Linked DNA regions of Sus scrofa: regions 2 and 3 are each linked to region 1. A link is a contact called in public Hi-C and HiChIP or PLAC-seq data. All regions are on one chromosome and are shown on one strand. The core of a region is the stretch at or near the end of the contact, and the rest is flanking DNA. Distances in the headings are between cores, read along the strand shown.

Region 1 (3,648 bases), core at 421-2,920:
GTGCCTCGGCGCCGTGTCAGCATCAGATAACCAAATAGTCAATATTTTTTTAAAAAACTGGGCCACCCTACTTATATTTCCTTTCCTTTTAACCAACGTCCAGGTTCCCGGCTGAATTGCGAGATATGGAAATAATGGATGGCTCAGCCCAAGGGGTGTTCATTGCCAGTAGTTTTCTAGCAAAACAGCAACTTCTTAGAGCAACAAAGTGACTTGGAAAGGTGGCAGCAGGGTCAATGCTAAGAAATATTGCCTTTCCTCCGCAAGGAAAACATTGGAGGCAGCGGCTTTAACCGGTGGTTTATGAACCTCAGGAGTAGCAGCCACCTTAATTAGGCTAAATTCCTTGCAAGGAAGATGTCATATTTTAATTACTCTGGACTGTTGTAACACACACGGGGGGGGGTATATATACATAACTAGTCGCTAATCCAAAGAGCAGCAAAGTTAAATTCCCCTCTGTAGACATCTTAGTAAAAACTGCACAAATGTGTCAAATTGTCTCACTTGAAGAATGTTTCAAAGTCCTGTGGTCACCCTCTACTTTTTCCCCCCCTCCACACACATTTTTAAAACTGTTTTCAAGGGACTGTAGGGCTGGTAAGGAGAGGAGCAGGGGTCGGGAGGGGTTGTTTGGGAAGAAAACATCTAACAGGAAATTTTCAGCAGAGGGAATCCATATGCACACCAGCATATCACACCCTTTCAGCCTTAAATCATTAAATCCTTTGTCTGGCTACCCATGCAGTTTGTTTCCAGCGTCTTTACTGCATGCAAGAGAGACAATTCATATTTTTTTTCCTGGTAGAAGAAGGGAAAAAATAAACCTACATTGAGCAGTGTGCCGATGCTGCCATTCGGTTTGGGTCAATCCACTGAAGCATGCTTTGAGAGCTTTCTCCTGGAGCATGCAGGAAGACGGGCTCGCAGTGTAGAAATCCAGGATTTGCCCAGGACTCACTGACAGAACATCCATACAGTCAAACATGATCTCCCCTGCACCGAATGTCTGCAAAAGTGCTTATCCTCTAGGTGTGGAGGCAAATGGCATAGGAAAGTCCACCCAACTCCATCAAACTCTGCCCCCTTTTTGGCACGTAGGCTGTTGGTCTTTTTCCCAGCCTCGAATCATGAATTATGACAGACAAGCCAGCTAAAAGCCTGTAATTGATCCAAATGATCATTTACCATTTTCCAGGCTTGCTCGGCCAATCCAGCCGGGGCGGGGGTTCCCAGAAAGATCCCAAGTTCTTCTTCCGAGCAGATGCCTGCCAAAAGCCTTGGGAAGGCGGTGCGGGTCCTACCCGGACGGTGCCCAGAGCAGCCCTGCCCGGCTCGCGCGCGTCCTCGGCATCCCCGTCCTCAGGCGGCTCGCGCGGGGACTCTGGTCCCCCCTCTGGCAAAGAATAGACCCTCCTGCCTCCGAACAGCTCACTTCCTACTACTTCTGTCACACAGAATGAAAGATTGAATTGCCTAATATATGCGAGTGAACTTTCCGTGAACCCTTCCCGGGCTGCTAACCTTCAAATGACCCAGCGAGTCTGACATCACCAGCTCCCAGGATTCTCACAGAGCCCAGCTCTCCCAGCAGCCCCGCCGCGCGGGCGGCCAGCGACCCGGGCGCGCGCTCCTCCCGCCCCGCGTGTCCGCTCCGAGCTCGCGGGGCCGGGGATGGCCGGGAGGAGCGCGCGGGGCCTGAAGGAGCGCGCGGGGCGGGAGGAGCGCGCGGGGCCGGGAGGAGCCGCCGGAGCCCGGACGCCTCTCCCAGCGAGCCCGCCGCCCGCTGGCCCCCGCCCTTTGCGCCTCGCTTCGCGGGGCTCGGCGCTCTCGCCCGCCGCCCCGGAGCCCCCGCCCAGCCTTCACATTCCTCCCCGCGCCTTTCGGTCTGTTCAGTTCCTCGCTGCGTGTGTGTGGTTTTCCACTCCCGCAAAAGCACACGCACGCCCTGAACTGGAGCACGAAGAGCCGCCCCTGGGGGAGGCCCGGGATCGGGAAACTTTCCTTTGGAGAGCCTGTTTCTCTGTGTCCCTCTGGCATTGGCTTGGGAGTAAACATCCAGCTTTCTGGATTCAGTTGCTTCTGAAAAATTCTCCCAAGTCGGCGTGCAGTTTATGAAGGAGTCAAGAAAATTCCTCCTGCCTCAAACACACACAGATAATAGCACAGATATACGGGATTTCAGGTCTTGGTCTGAGAAAACATAACATCGTGAGCAAAAGCGTGGATGTGAAAGTCCAATTGAACTAGATTCCGACCCAGTTCAACCACTTGGCAGCTGTGTGATCTGGGGCACACACTATCAAACCCCTCCACCTCGGTTTCTTCATCTGTAAAATAGGAATATACTACTCAGAGCATTACTGTGAGGACAAAAAGAAAGGGTGTTGTGCGGCCCTCGGTACACACCCCAGAACTATTAGTTGGGACTAGTTCTCTTATTTTTCAACTGGGGAAACAGAAGCCCTGGGAGGCTGAGAACTGCCTGGGGTCCCAGAGCTCAGAGCCAAGGATAGAACCCAACGTGAAAATTATAGTGCTCTGGAACAGCGTGTGTGTGTGTGTGCGTGCGTGTGACCCCTGTCATCACGCACACACACATACACCACTGCCACCAAGGGCCACATTTCACCATGCCAGCCCCTGCCCTAACTTGGCTATTGGAAGAGAGGAATTTTAAGAGAAAGGGGTTATTTTTCGAACCTCCCACACTGACCCAGCCCAGAGGAAGGAGAAGCTTTTCAGCCATCACTGAGAAGGACAGATGCAGTGTTTACAAATAAACCCTGTCAGCAAGCTGGAAAGGGGAGAACCAATCCACCCCGCAGCCATTTTGCACAATTTGCTTAAAGGATGCAAGGGACTTCAAAGAAAGGAAGCTCCTGCGAGGAATTAGAACAGCCTGGGTCCTCTACTGAGTCTCCACTGTTGACTAATAACTCTCCCACAAAACCAGGAGGGTGAGGGGGCACGGGGCCGGTTTTCTTGCCCCTTGCAGGGAAGAGCATGGGCGATGCAACCTCCTTTGCTGGGCCAGCAGAGTTGTGAAGTGGTGCTCCAGGTGTAACCTGAGAAGTATGCATCTCACACCCTTAGGAAGGCAAAGACCCTTTCAGGAAGGTACATTCAAATAATATGCAGCCCAGCAAGCAACGGAAAAATCCAGGACAATAAATGGGTAAGATTTTGCTGAAACTATGTGTTTGTTGTTCTCTCTCTCTTTTTTATATGGCCTTCATTTTGTAACAGATTTATTGTAAGAAATCCTTTTACAGAGAAAGCACACATTTCAAGCAAGGAGCACAGAGGAATTTACAAAACATTTAACACTGTCATTAAGATAGTTGTAAAGACACATAAAGTCCCACATTGTGTGCCAATTTCTACATGGTCCGCAAGACTTAGAGCTCCAAATGCTTATTTAAGGTCCTTGGAGTTCCTTGGAAACTGGGCTCATTTTGTACAGAATCATGGAGGTGGATGAAAAAGTTGTTTAAGGAGAGGGGAGGAGGCAGCTATACTTAGAGTACTGCAGGAGGAAGTAGGTTAGAAATGAGAAACCAAGTGCCCCGGCCAGGTGTGTGTATGCAGGTTACCCATGGCACTTGCTCAGCATCTCTCCAAAGGGTAGGGCTCACTGGGCACAAG
Region 2 (3,648 bases), core at 462-2,961, 240 kb before region 1:
AGGAAATGCACAGTTGGAAGTTCACAAAAACACCTTTTCATAAGGCAGCAATAAAGTTTTCATCTTAAAAACTCTCTTGTCACAAGTATTTGGTGGCACTTCATGCCCTCAAGTACTCATTTGGTGACAGTTAACTCCCCTTTAGTCTGTTTCATGAGCCACGGTATAAATGGCTTGAAATTAGGGGACCCGTTACTGTCTCGAGCCCATGGCAGAGCCTGGCACACGATGGAGTTACATAGAAAAGCAGGGCAAAGTAAAGCCATCTTCCGTCTGCCAGACTATGGTGAGGCTGTGTGGGTAATTTCTTTCTTAGAAAGCTTCAATGTGCACGAAATCATTCCTTAGTGTGCATTTGAAAATTAAAAAATTAGAGCGCTTAGAGGCAGCGGGCACAGTTCTGGACAGAAGAGAATGAGACGTGACAGTGACATCTCTGCATTGTTCAGAGGAGAGAGAAGGTCATCAAAGGGTAGCATAGAACCTTCAACCCACCTGGCATTCTTTCCTGAGAACGTTCTCCGTGCCTCTGTTACCATTTAAGTTCTTTAAAAGCAGTTTTCCTGAAACTAAACCAGTTTTCTTTTGAGGTAAGGGAAGGACAGGGAGAAAAGAGATGGAGGAGGGGAAGGTCTGAGCAAGAATTCTTTTACAGCAGCGTCCACCCGGGGCTTGGGGAGCGGAGGTCATCGGCCCTCCTTGCACCAGCGATCTGCAACGTGCTGCCTGTGGTTTACAACCGCTCTTTAAAAATACTTTCCCCTTCGGGACGGCCTCCGGCTCCTTCCTGCCCCCGCCCCCCCTCCCGCCCCCGCGGCCCCAGGCAAAGAAGCTCCTTGGCTTCGCCAGCAGATCTTCAAAGGCACGCTTGAAGGATTAAAGACAACCAAAGACCAATTCGACCCCTTCCCTTTGCCGCCCTCCAACGACCCTTGACAGCAGCCCCTGCTCTCCCTTCAAATGGCCACACACACAAACAAAAAAGCCTCAAGTCTTCCCTTCGGTTGCTACCCGCAATGACGTGTGCCCTTGGGTGCCGCCCCTCCGGGGGCATAGAATTTTGTGATTGGTCGGCAGGTTGGCCAACAGGGCCCTATTGGACGCTGCGGCGTGACTGACAGCCGGCCGCCGCGCCCTCCCTCCCGCGGCCCCCCAGCCCTCCCCCAAGTGAGAGTGTGTGCGGTGTTATGCCGGACGAGAGGGAGGCGACCGCGGCAGCGGCGGATCTGCTCATTGTCCCTCTCGGCGACTGTGTGTGAGGAAGTCGGGCTGCCGATCCGCCGACGCAGGCGCCTTCTGTGGCAGCGGCCACCCGCTCCTGCTCCCCGGGCGGCGGCCTTCGAGGATCCTGAGGAAGGACCGGGCGCCTCCTCGTTCTCGCCACGTCCGGACGCCGGGTTGCCGGCCGCTCGCCGCCTGCGCTCGGGCCCCGGGCAGGAGGCCGCGCCGCCGCCCAGCTGCCGCCGCTGCCGCCCGCTTCCTGCTCGCGCGCCTCCGCCTGGGCGGCCGCGCTAGGCCCGGGCGGCGCGGCCGCGCGCCTCGAGTTTGAGGGCTGCGAGCGGCGCGGCCTCCTCGGCGGGCTCAGCTAGGCGAGCGCCCGGGCCTCGGCGATGGGGCGCGGGGGGCGGCGCCGCTAGGGCTCGGCGGCCGGGCGGTGGTGCGGAGCGGCAGCGCGGGAGGCGGCGCGGCTTCGGCCCGGGAGCGGGCGCCATGGCCAAGGCGGGCGGCGGAGGCGCGGGAGTCGGCGGCGACGCGGCGCTGACTTGGGTGGTGAGTGGCGGGCGGCGCGGGGGTCGGGGCGCGGCATTGTTCCCGGGCGGGGGCGGGGAAGTCCGGTCCTGAGCTGGGCCGGTCGGGGCTCCCGCTGCAGAACCTCAGCTCCCGCCCTTCTTTCTTCTCTGCCTCCGGAGGCTCGGGATTCGGGAGTGTCCTGTGCACTTGAAACTTTGGGGGACCAGCCAGGGACAGGACAGGCGCCCCGCCTCATCTTTCCAGGGCAGGCACCTGAGGTGATCCGATGGCAGTAATGCGTGTGTGTCCGTGTGGGTCAGCACTTTCTCCAATGTGCCCTAAAATAATCCCGGGGAGAGGGGCGCGCGCATATGTGTTGCAAATGCAACCATTCCTGACGCTCTGATCTCTCAAAAGAAGAATGGATTTGGTGGGGAATTCGGCTACAGCAGTTTTTTCACTGCGGTTCGGAGAGTCTTAGTCGACGGTGCATTCGGGGTGGCCCTTTCACAGCAGTTGATATACTGTAGATCGTCCATCTGTCACAGTGGGATTATTCCAAGAAGGGCTCACCTGCGTCAGCATCGCAGGTGAAACCGGGTGGGGGCTGAATGGAGATTGTTGGATTGGCGACCAAAGTCATTTGTTCAGGAGTTAAAGGGTTTTGGCGCTCACTTCCTGCCAGGAAGTAGTAGAGGAGGGAAGACCTAGAGAGGTCTGATTCCCACGGCGGATCGATAATTCACCCGCATTTCACTTGCTCAGCATAGAGTTCAGACCAGGGTCATTTCCTACACGCACGGAAAGTCCAGCTCAGCCAACTGACTAGGTATCCAGGAGAAAAATAAAACGCGTTGCGTTTCTCAGGGACTTTCAATGGACCTTCGCTTTTTCAAAACACCTAGGTAAACTTTCAAATTGGCATTTTTTATTAAGTTCTTCATTTTTCTCTTTGTTTGGATGAGCTTTAGGTGAGTCGAGTAGCAGTTCTGCTGTATTGGCAAGTATTCTTTGTAACAAGCATGTTACTGATAACAAAAATATTTTAACTGTTCATGTTTGTATGCCAAGATGCTTTGCAAAATAACTCGCCAGACTCTTATTGTTGGATCTCGCCAAATTCTGTAGGTTATTTCAGTAATGTAGTATGAACAGACTAGAGCCAGGAGGGATAAAATGTCAGATAATAAGTTAACAGTCCATGTGAACATGAGGTGGAGGAGGCATGCATAAATGGAAAAGAAGCATTTTCTAAAATTGATGGCCTTTAGCCTTGTTACTGAAATCAAACAACTTCTGAAAATGAACTTAGCCAGATGGGTCTCATTCACTGTTTGGGAGTGTTGAGGCCTGATCAGTGTTTCCTTTGAGGACCTCTGATTCTCTGTAATGGTATAAACATTTTGCTCCGAGATTGAATTGGTTAGCTTTACCATTTAATAGCAGTATTTTAGTTTACTGTCACCTAACTTTGAAGATGATTGAATGACCACTTTTTCATTCAAGCTCCATAGGAAATTTTCCCTTAATTTACTAAGAAATTTCATGAAACTTAGAGGGTCTCATTCAGTATCAGAAAAATTCATTTGAAACTAAAATCGACTTATTGATTCAATATTTTTATTATAAAACTGTTATGGGAAATATAGTAAAATAAGTAAAGACCACTTAATCTTTTATGTATAACTTATTCTCTTGTTGAATTAGAAATTTATGAAAAAGACAGTCACTCCATAAATCTGTCTTAAGATTTGATGCTTGCTTTACATTTGTCAGATTATATGAATATTTTTGTGTCCTTAATATACATCATTGACCATAGACTATAGTTTAATTATTTGAGGAGCAGTACAAGAGAGGTGTTTAAGAGTGTGGACTTTGATGGCAGACGTAGATTCAGATCCTGTCTGACGCATA
Region 3 (3,648 bases), core at 760-3,259, 160 kb before region 1:
TAGTTCATCCTGCCTGGACAAAAGTGAATAAGCCGGTGGGCAGAGGGAGCGGAGGATTTCCTCCAGATACTCAGTGTGACCAGGCATGGTCCCGCCAAGTCCCACCTAGAGTCAGCCTGGAGGAGTCCAAGCGCAGGGGGGCAGGCCCTCTGAGAAAGCCAGACACCCTGTGGGAGGGAGCTCCTGGGGTACGCCCCGCCCCACCCCCAAGCCCACCAGGGCTCCTGAAAAAACTTCTTTCAACTCCTGCATCTTGTCAGGGAAGCGCTGGGGTTTGGGACAAGGATGCTTCTGTGGGGAAGACCCCCACCCCGCCCCTGTCTGATGGGCAGTGTGGTGCCAGAGCCTCACAGCCCCTCGGCCACAGTAAGCAGGGGCAGGGCTGCTGCGTGGGTGTCACTGCCCTGGTGTTCTGGGAACCTCCAGGAGACAGGCTAATGGCCAGCTCTCCTCCTACAGGCAGCACTACAGTGGAAGCACCAAGTACCTGGTGGAGCCAGAGCAAGGGACCTTGTTGATAAAAAAGCCTGACTCCCACATCTTCCTGGTTGGAAGGCATCTGAACGGAGGGAGGGTGTCGGCACATCTCACCCCCAGCACGTGACAGCAGCTCATTTCTGACTGATCATGGACTACGTGCCAGATGCCATGCTAAGTGTTTCAATATATGACTTAAGTTTCCTGTCAACCCACAAGTTGGACACTCTAGTTACCCCCACTCTACAGACGGGAAACAAATGCCAACAGTTTGTCCTAGGTCACCTACGTCCTAGGTGGCATCATCCACTTCAGGCTGTCGGCCCCCAGAGCCTGTGCTCTTTACCTCTGCTCCACGGTGGCCTCTTTGCTTTTCAGGTCACTACCAGACCTAGTCACCAGGGCTCCTGAAAAACTTGTATCAACTCCTCTCTCCAGTGAGGTGACCTCTGAATGTGCATCGGCTGGACACTGGCCCTGAATCTGAGGCGGGTGCCTCTTGCAGCTCCCAGCCCACACGGCTATTCGAGGCGACCATAGGCGCACATGGACAGTGGCCTGGAAGCAGAACATTCTATAGACTTCCCGTGACACAAGAGGGGCAGGGTTTGAATCAGGACCTGTCCTCAGACTTCTGCCTGTGCCTATCATGTGACCCGCAGCAGCAGCTGCTCGCGCAGGTGAGGAAGTGTCAGGACGGCACAGGGCCCCTTCCCCAGGGGGCCTCGCTGGGCTTGGCATCCCATCAGCTCATGACTGGCTGGCTCAGTGGCTGCTGTGGTCTGCAGCCCCCCAGTGTCAGAGCATCAGAGGAGCCAGGAGTCACCAGGGGTAGCTCTGTTCCCCCCAAAGCCCTGGAGTGGGGGGATTGTGGCATCTTGGTGTTTCCAGGTAGACAGGACCCCAAATCCCAGGGCTCCACCAGTACCAGCACACGCAGGAGGCCTGACCCTCGGCTGGGGCGGGGGGGAGTCTCTCGTAGCTGTGCTCAGAGTCTCCAGACACGGTTCCCTTTCCATCAAACAGGCACCAAACACGTTTCTGCTGACAGTACAGTACTCCGACAGCACAGAGGGCTCAGCTCCACAAGCAGGGGTGCTGAGGCAGGAGGAGGAAGGGGAGGAGCAAGGTGTGTGTGTGGGAGGGTCCTCAGCTCACTCAGAGATCCCTGTCCCGGGGCAGCACACAACTCTCTCCCAAACTACTCCAAAGTCGGGAAATATTTGGACTCTGATGAGGCACTGACACTCTGTCCTATTGCTTCTCTCTCCAGAAAGTTCAAAACCAAACCATGTGCAGGCCGGAGGGAGGAAGGGTCCCCGCCTGTATGGCCATGTCCTCCCCACGTTCTGATGGGGCCGCCCCTGGACTCGAACCCAGGAGTTTCATCTTGTCACATGAAAGTCAGATGCCAGCAACAGCCAGCAAGTGCTTCTCCAGGATAAAAGGCCCTCTGTTTGAAAAGAGGGTACTTTATCTGGAAAGAGGAGCACGCAGGTCCCACGAGATGGGTAAAAATAGCCCAAGGCGGGGCTGGCAGACAGCACAGGCTGCTGACGGGCTGAGCGGGCCACCCTCAGGACAGGAGGGGCCTGTCCCCCTCAAGGACACTGAGTTTCGTCCACTGCCTGCTGGGGCCAAGGAGTGGGACTCAGGGCAGAGTGGCCCTCGTCTACTGTTCTTGTCCCCGAGGCCACCCCACCCAAGCCGCCCTGGCCTCTGTAGCTAGAGCTGCTGCCAACACGGTCATCTGAGATGATCCAGGCTCCCTGATGACCCTCAGTGGATTCCAATCCTCTCTAGACCCATGGACTCAAGCTTCTTTCTTTCTTCTCAAGCTTCTTTCTTTCAAGCTTTCTTGTCCACTGACCTTCGTGTGGCTGACTTTCTATTCAGGGCTCAGCTCAGCATCGCCTCCTCAGAAAGCTCACTTCCTAAAAAGTGAGCTTGATTACTTGATATCACTTCCCCCATTTTTAAAAAAAAAAACATGAAATAAAATTGCTGAAAAATTGAGGTGTAACATATGAGGTGGTTTTACAACATGCCCCCCCCAAATCTCTGTTCCTGGTCAGGGTGCATCGAGGCCACAAGAGGCATAGAGGCCTCTTTCTTGCCAGTTCTGGGGAAACCAGACCCGAACCCAGGAGCTTCATCTTGTCACAGGAAGGTGGCCCCCTGGAAGGTCCACGCCGCTAGGAGCCCAGTCTTTCAGTCACCAGAAGCACCAGCCCGCCGGGCAAGTGTGATGAGCCGTCCTGGAGAGGCCCGTCCAGCCCCGGTCAGGCACGCAGATGAGGCAGCTCCGTGCTGCCTGGACGGCAACCTCACAAGTGCCCCTGAGGCAGGACCCCCACTACCCTGCAGCACCCACCCCTGGTTCAGTAAGTTCCTGACCAGCAGGGGTGGCATGATGGACACTTAGTGTTTAAAGCTGCTATGTCTGGGGGCAGCAAAAGCCAACTAACACAACATACTTGCCGTGGGCTGTGTGCACACCCCGGTGTCCACGCAGCTGGGTGCATTCCTCCAAGCGCTTCCCGTGAGGACCACCAGACTGAGGCACCAACTGCCCTGGTCCCCAGAAGCCTCCATTACTTTCATCTCGGAGCCTACAGATCAGTTCCGCCTGGTTCTTGACCTTCGGGTGAACGGACCCACACAGTCCAGTCCAGCTCCTACGCACTGCACACGGTGGCTGGGAGACCCCATACCGGCTCAGGGAGCATCTCTGTCCCTGCCGTGTGGTGTCCACATCCCACCTGTCACTCCTCTGGACTCTCCTCAGAACGTTGCTGCTTCCCAGCTTTCTGATCTCGCCCGTCCCCCCGACAAGAAGATGTGCTTCCAGGAGACTCTGTCTGTCTTGCTCCTGGCCTTGGCATCTAGGGCAGTGTGGTCCACAGAGCAGGTGACTAAAGAATATTCAGCCACTTACTAATGAACCGGATTCCCTCATCAGAACCTCGCCCACCTCGTAATCCGCTCGAGGCGGCTTACGAAATCCAGGGATTCTGAAGCTTTTTGGCAGAGGAGGAAGCTCAAAGCGCTCCCTCACCGCTGTCTCTGTAGTAACTGTACGGGCAGTCTGGGGACAGGTCCCCGTATGATTTGAACCACATATCCTCTGGTGCTTGTGAGAATGTGGCAGTGGCGACAATAAACACACCT

The links. A called contact is a pair of places that touch in the nucleus more often than the background predicts. HiChIP or PLAC-seq counts read pairs in DNA pulled down with a chosen protein or histone mark.
Region 2: a contact with region 1 is called in a Hi-C map of skeletal muscle, with 7 times the contacts expected there. The contact joins the promoter of TOP2B here to the promoter of RARB in region 1. A contact is called at or near these places in 4 of 47 Hi-C or Micro-C datasets (fetal heart ventricle, heart right ventricle, liver and 1 more) and 1 of 2 datasets of contacts at active chromatin or transcription factors (skeletal muscle).
Region 3: an H3K27ac HiChIP or PLAC-seq map of skeletal muscle shows a contact between it and region 1, with 6 times the contacts expected there. The contact joins the enhancer-like site here to the promoter of RARB in region 1. A contact is called at or near these places in 1 of 5 promoter capture datasets (liver), 6 of 47 Hi-C or Micro-C datasets (embryonic fibroblasts, fetal heart ventricle, fetal liver and 3 more) and 1 of 2 datasets of contacts at active chromatin or transcription factors (skeletal muscle).

What each region holds. Positions count from the first base shown.
Region 1 is chr13:12,334,409-12,338,056 of Sscrofa11.1, reverse strand. It overlaps RARB (retinoic acid receptor beta), which reads right to left and starts at 1,670. Exons shown (of 9, transcript XM_005669304.3): 1 at 1,525-1,670.
Region 2 is chr13:12,573,105-12,576,752 of Sscrofa11.1, reverse strand. TOP2B (topoisomerase (DNA) II beta) reads left to right here and starts at 1,711. Exons shown (of 37, transcript NM_001258386.1): 1 at 1,711-1,770. The coding sequence starts at 1,711.
Region 3 is chr13:12,498,307-12,501,954 of Sscrofa11.1, reverse strand. All of the region lies in intron 5 of RARB (retinoic acid receptor beta), which reads right to left. Among named protein-coding and RNA genes, the nearest start is that of TOP2B, 75 kb to the left of the region's middle. Within about 2 kb of position 2,009, at least 4 of the 83 cell types and tissues checked have an H3K27ac peak or open chromatin away from gene starts, as enhancers often do.